Regions from separate parts of the Mus musculus genome. Here region 2 is linked to region 1. A link is a contact called in public ChIA-PET data. All regions are on one chromosome and are shown on one strand. The core of a region is the stretch at or near the end of the contact, and the rest is flanking DNA. Distances in the headings are between cores, read along the strand shown.

What was found. ChIA-PET counts read pairs in DNA pulled down with a chosen protein or histone mark.
Region 2: a contact with region 1 is called in an RNA polymerase II ChIA-PET map of memory CD8 T cells, with 55 read pairs. The contact joins the promoter of Metrnl here to the enhancer-like site in region 1. A contact is called at or near these places in 1 of 39 promoter capture datasets (hippocampal neurons), 2 of 484 Hi-C or Micro-C datasets (adipose-derived mesenchymal stem cells and nephron progenitors) and 4 of 115 datasets of contacts at active chromatin or transcription factors (CD8 T cells, forebrain, memory CD8 T cells and 1 more).

The regions. Positions count from the first base shown.
Region 1 is chr11:121,558,218-121,561,379 of GRCm38.p6, forward strand. It overlaps Tbcd (tubulin-specific chaperone d), which reads left to right. Exons shown (of 39, transcript NM_029878.4): 17 at 2,458-2,543. Among named protein-coding and RNA genes, the nearest start is that of Zfp750, 40 kb to the left of the region's middle. Within about 2 kb of position 1,549, at least 84 of the 459 cell types and tissues checked have an H3K27ac peak or open chromatin away from gene starts, as enhancers often do. A contact at or near this core is called in CD8 T cells and memory CD8 T cells, where this site is marked.
Region 2 is chr11:121,700,844-121,704,005 of GRCm38.p6, forward strand. Metrnl (meteorin, glial cell differentiation regulator-like) reads left to right here and starts at 1,584. Exons shown (of 4, transcript NM_144797.3): 1 at 1,584-1,952. The coding sequence starts at 1,783.

The sequences.
Region 1 (3,162 bases), core at 299-2,798:
TGCACCATTTCTATTCAAACCAGTTTCTTGAGTGCTTGTTAATGCTACAAGTGAGGAAGGCAGAAGGATAGCCCTGCGCTATGCTGATGTGAAGAGTAGACTTGTGTGAAGGCTGATGGGGCTTAGAGAGGTCAATGCCAAGAGGGGTGTGCTCTAGGTGAGAGAACCTGGAGATGGCTTGGGTCAAGAATATTGTGAGGACAGATAGATGTGTCTATAGTAGAGGATGCTGGGCGTGGTCCAGGAAGTAGTAGGCCTGCCCAGAGGAATGGACTCCTCCACTGGGTTGGTCTACTTATGATGAAGGTCTTGACACCAGCATTAATTAGATCCTGGCCAAGATCCCTGAGTGGCTAGTTGAGCATGCTCTATAGCAGGGATGTGTGTGTATGAATGTCTGCTAGGTTCCCTTGCTATCGCCTAGGAGTCTTTGCAGGTTATGATTAACCAGTGAGTAGTTGCCATGTCTAGGACCAGCATGAGGATGCATCATCCTGTGGCTGCTTAGAGTGTTGCTGGGTTACAGCTGTGTGCTGGTGGTTTGCCCAGACCCCAGACGACCCTGTATTCAAGTGAGAATGCTAGAGTGTGAGTGCTTAGTCCCCTTTCTGGGAAGGAAGGACAGCTGTCTGGCCAGGCCGAGCCTTAGGCTGTTGCTTATTCTGGTTGAGTGATATGGGTACTGCTGAGCACAGTTCAGACCTGTCCTTCCTTCTCGGCCACAGCCAAACCTGTGCTTGCACTTGCTTGCCCAGTCATGTGCTTTGGTCTTCTTGGGAATCCGGCTGCAGTCATAGTAACTTTACTTAGGCTGTGGGCTTCTCTCTCATATATGAGAGAATGAGTCTGGGGTCTCCTTGATAAATAACTATACAATCCAAAGCATTTTTGTAAAGCAAAAGGTTTCACTTATGCAGAAAAGTGCGAAGCTACTCAATCCAGCAAGCAAGCACACCCAGTAGGGGTCCTGCTCTGCTTTTAACCCCAGGGTGAGGGATTCTGTGCCCTACTCTGGGTGGTTTGAGTGGTTGGAACTAGGACTCATAAAACTTAACAGGCTAATTCAAAACGGACTAGCATTTTGCTAGGGAGAATAGAACTTGAACATGTATCTTGACTTTAAGAATATACTAATCTGGGGGCTAGAGAGATGGCTCAGCGGTTAAGATCACTTACTGCTCTTCAAAAGGTCCTGAGTTCAAATCCCAGCAACCACATGGTGGCTCACAACCATCTTTAATGAGGTCTGACAACCTCTTCTGGGGTGTCTGAAGACAGCTACAGTGTACTTACATATAATAAATGAATAAATAAATAAATCTCTCTCTTTTTTTAAAGACTATACTAATCTGGAGATAGTCTAACTTAGTGGTGTCTTTACCAATTTCTCTAAACATGGAACTACTTCTGTCTTCTTTCAATTCTGATAAAGACAGTACATTTCATTTACATTCCCCACACCAACTGTGAGGTTGGTTTACACAGGAAGTGGTTAGAGCACCCAGAGTGTGCACTGTGCAGATCAAGCAGCCTCTAGCAATCCCCCTCCGGCTCACCCCCTGGACGGCTTTCTGGTACATAAGATACCTCAGTTGGTTGTTCTCCTCCTGTGCTGAGGGGGAGACAGCTTGTCTTTGAGTAGATCGATCCCTGTGTGAGGTATGGGATGTGGCAGGTAGGTGCTGGTGGTGTGTGCCTGGTGCTTTTCTTGGCTTTTGCCTGTTAGACTTGTGCCAGCTTTGTGCAGAGATAGGGAGCCTTATCTCCTACAGGGATGGAGCCACCTCTGGGCCAATAGCTATAAAGCTTCCTACATACTTATATTTGTCAAGAAAGTTATTTATATGGTTTCTAGATTGTAATATTTTTTTCACCACAAATGATAATATTTGGTCATACCAATCACGTGACAGTTTTAGGGCAGGGGCTCCACAAGGAGTATTCTTGGTAGGTGAGGATGAGGACCTGCCTCTGGTTTTGGGGGACTGATGGCTTGCTGTTAGTGATGCTCTTAGAGGTTGGCTGTTAGCCCTGAGCCTGGTTGTTTCTGTCAGCCACATCCATCCTTGTGGCAGCTAGTGAGGTGTGGGTCCTGGTCCAGGTTTCAAAGCCAGGCAGGCGCTTGCCTAACTTCCATTGGCCTTCCTGCTCCAGCAGGCTCTGGAGGGCTATGCTGTTGTCTTTGTGACCACAGAGGGAGACCAAGCACCATGAGTAAGCACTTGAGCACCGCTGAGATCTGGTGTCACTTTTATAGCATTTGAGTTGAAACGGTTTTGAAGAAGAAGTTGCACTGAGTGCAGCCCCTGGTGGGCAGGCAGGGCAGTGGGATGAGCAGTGACATACCAGGTGGTCCTTTCCCGTGAGCCCTGTGGCTCAGCCTCAGCCGCCTGCCCGTTGTCCCCTCAGAGGCCGTTTCTCACCTTTCAGGTTTTTTCTCTATTTTTACTTTTTTAGGGTACTTTCCCTCATGGAATTGATATTTTGACTACAGCAGACTATTTTGCAGTTGGTAACATATCTAACTGTTTCCTGATTATAAGGTAAGTTTTAACGTGTGTAATATAACTGTCTCTTTGACTTGGGTGTCAAAATTCACCTTCAATATTTCCTTCATTATCCTGTGGTCTGTATATAACTTATGTTGTAGAGAGGGAATTGAGCTGAGAACAGCTTCTGAAACCGTTCTCATACCAAGTTCATCCTGCACGGTACACGCTGGAGAAATGGGCACCTGCTTGTGCTTCAGGGCTAGGGCCACACATCTTCTCTGGACATTAATCTTCTCCTTGTCCTCCTGGTTGGTGCTTTTCTGCCTTGGAACTGTACAGGGAATAGCCACAAGCACAGCTATGCATGCCCTTCTGTGTGACAGCTTTCCCACCTGGTGTCACACATGTATTGATCTTTCAAAATGACATTTTGGATTTGAAGTGACTGTGATTGATTTTTGTTGTTGTTGTTTGTTTGTTTCAATAAAATGTGTTCCAAGTTGAAATTATCTGATTGTTTCTCAGGTGAGTATGATAGAGATATTTGAAAATTCAAGTCAAGGGATAAATATTTAACCCTTAACTGCTGTTTTCAGAAATCACATCCAATTATTTTTGCTGTATAACATAAATACTAGGGAGCAGTTTCACACTCTAACACCAATGTGAA
Region 2 (3,162 bases), core at 334-2,833, 140 kb after region 1:
CCTGCAGTGATAGGGACAAGGTGTATACTCTAAGGGCCTTGGCGTTGGTGGAGTAGACCTTCAAGCTCTCAATGCACAGGTATGTCCCTGGAGCATCAAACAGGGCCTTGAATTTCAAGGTGACATCACTTTATATTCGAGGCAGGGTTCCAGTTCTGGGTTTTAGTTGAGTAGAAAGACCTGCTCAGCTGTACGACTGTTTTACACTGATTCTTAAACTTCAGATGTCTTTTCCAGATCCCCAGACCTTCTCCTTTCCTCAGCTGTTTAGTGGCCTCAAAGCCACAGGTGGTGCTGGCTCTTCCTCTTGAAGACATAAATTTGTCCCTCTTACTCTCAGTATGGTTGCCACCTAATAAATAAACTGCATTTCTAGGCCTTTCCTCATGCATAGAGGGTACTCTGGAATCCCTTGTTTCCTCCTGACCTATCCAGGCCAGTTTCGTCCATCATTTGATACTGTTTGGGGCTTTGAAGTGAAGAAAGATTGCCTCATCACCTTCTCCCTGTTTTGTTTGTTTGTTTGTTTGTTTTTTAAATCAAGCTCCAGGCCAGAGAATGTGTCCCTCCACCTCCCTATTTCTGCCCTGCTCCTGTGTAGCTCCCCCACTAGATGTTAGGATCACCATGATCTCCATGCGACGCCCCTTCATGGCCAGACTGGGCTCTCAGATGGTTATTTTTTTGTTTCTGTTGGAAGGATATTTGGAGACAATTGGATCTGTCAAACTCGGGATGGGAGATACTATTGAAGTATAGAATGGGTCCCAAGATGAAATGACGATAAAGCTCCACACTGCCCAAGGTAGGTTTCACTGTAAAGAAGCATCCAGCCTAAAACCTCAGCTTCAAGATGACAAAGTGAATATTAAACAAGAGACCACAGGACACTTGAAAGTGTGGCCTGGGGACTGATTGCACACCTGAGGCCTTTCTATGGGATGGATGTTCCAGAGTCTCGAATAACCTCGTAGAAGCTGCCAGTGCTTACTAATGGCAGAGTCTCAGTCTCTCTCTGATATTCTCTCTCTCTCTCTCTCTCTCCTCCCTCCCAAGGCAAATTTTGAGCTGGGGAACAGAAAGAGAGGGTGCCAGGAACCCCAAGAAGCCACCGCTCTTGAGTTGTGAGCATCACAATAGTCCTTGTGCACTGGAGGCCACTCAGGCTGTCTAAAAGATGGTGTCTAGCTGCTGGAAGGAGCTCAGATTTCTTCACTTCGTGCATAATAGTGCAGTTCCCCCAGGCCCAAACTCTTCCATCCCCATCCCTACAGCTTCTTCGTCCCAGCCCCAGCCCTCCTCCCTGACCTTGTTCCCGTTCTTTGCAAAGTCGTTTGTCCCACTCCGAGCTGCACTTTCCCTTGTCCTGTGCGGCGAGATGCTGCCCACTGAGTATCTGCGGCGTGACACCAGGGCGTTCCAGGCTAGAGCTGGCAGGACACAGATCTGTGAGCTGGCGCACGGGGCGGAACTGCTGGCCCGGGCCGAAGGCCAGGCGGGGGCGGAGCTCGGCCGAGGGCGGGGTGGCTTCACGGTTCCGCCCCCCAGCTGAGCCAGACCACGGTCCGGGAACTTGCCAGCTCAGAGGTTCTAGGGGCAGCCGGCGCGCTTCTCTAGTTGCAGCTTGGGCGGCTCCTGTGGTGGGCGGCTAGGGGCGAGCCGGGATGGGCTATAGACGCGCGACGTGATCAGTTCGCACGCGGACCCACGCCTCCCATCGCTCTGCCTCAAGAGCCTATTCTGTGGGTGCAGGCACGCACCGGACGCAGACCCGGCCGGAGCATGCGGGGTGCGGTGTGGGCGGCCCGGAGGCGCGCGGGGCAGCAGTGGCCTCGGTCCCCGGGCCCTGGGCCGGGTCCGCCCCCGCCGCCACCGCTGCTGTTGCTGCTACTACTGCTGCTGGGCGGCGCGAGCGCTCAGTACTCCAGCGACCTGTGCAGCTGGAAGGGGAGGTGAGTCTTGCGGGTGATTCCAGCGTGGACTCCCTGGACCTGGACCGGAGCCCTCGGCAGCGAGTGGCAGAGCTTGCGGGGTAGGGACAGCTATGCTGGCCAAGTCCGGTGACCCCCGCCCTAGCTCTGGTTTCAGAACAAAAGAGTTGGTGGCATCTGGGTCCCAGCTCGGAAGACGCCCACTCTCCGCGCGCGTAATACTGCCCTAGTGGGTTTCCTGGGCTCCATAGGCTGCATGTTTGGTCCTCCCAACGGTTGGGATTTCTGATTCTTGGGAAAGGGTTGGGATTGTGCTCATCTAGAGGGACAGCTGTGGCGTGGAGAGCGTGGGGTCCAAACGAGACCCGTATCGGCTGCAGACCGTATCTTTGGGGCAAAGAGATGGGGTCGACACCTGTCTGCGGCCAAATGCAGTAGGGTAGAGCCCTGAGCCCGCTTGGTGAAGGTCAAGCCGCCCTTGGCAGCAGGGCACAGGGTTCCTGTGACACTTCTCTCTCGTCCCCATCAGCAGTGACAGCGGAGGACTTTTTGCTGTTGTTTTAACTGAAGTGTGACGTATGGAAAGAAGCACAAGTCACAAGTGTGCGCGGGCGGGGTGCCTGAGGAGTCGTAGCTACTTTGGACACTGAGAACGCGCCAGGCACAGCGGCCGGCCCCCTCTCTTTGCAGAGCCAGTTTTTTACAGCTGCAAGTTGCCAATTCAGCGGTTTGCATAGCGCGCTGCGCTGATGCGGGTCTCCTGAAAACGTGGGCTGGGACGGCGGTGGGGGTCTGATGTAGCTCATCCCAGGGGCAGGGCGCTTGCGCAGGCCTGGGGAGGTACACGATCTCGTCTGAAGCACAGACTCCAGTGAAGGGGGCTCATGGGGCAATGCGTGCGGTGGGTGATTTTGGTCAAGAGGGTTTTCTGAGAAAGGTGGATGTTGGGCAGTGCCCGGATCTGCGTAAGCAGGGCATCAATGATTATCTTGTACACTTACAGTGCCTGACTTTCTGAGAAAACCACAGAGACCAAAATCAACCCTCATCAAGACTCCTGCTGGAGTGCTTGGACTGAAAGATTGAGAGCAGCTTCTTGAGCTCTGCAGTACCGGTCTTTAAGGGAGTTGGAGCTTTCTCTCCCGCAGAAATCCCTTCTGCCTGGCAAGAGCAGGGAGTTAGAGGGCTTGGGGCAGACAAGAGCAGATTGGATCTGAGGGAGGACTGGCCT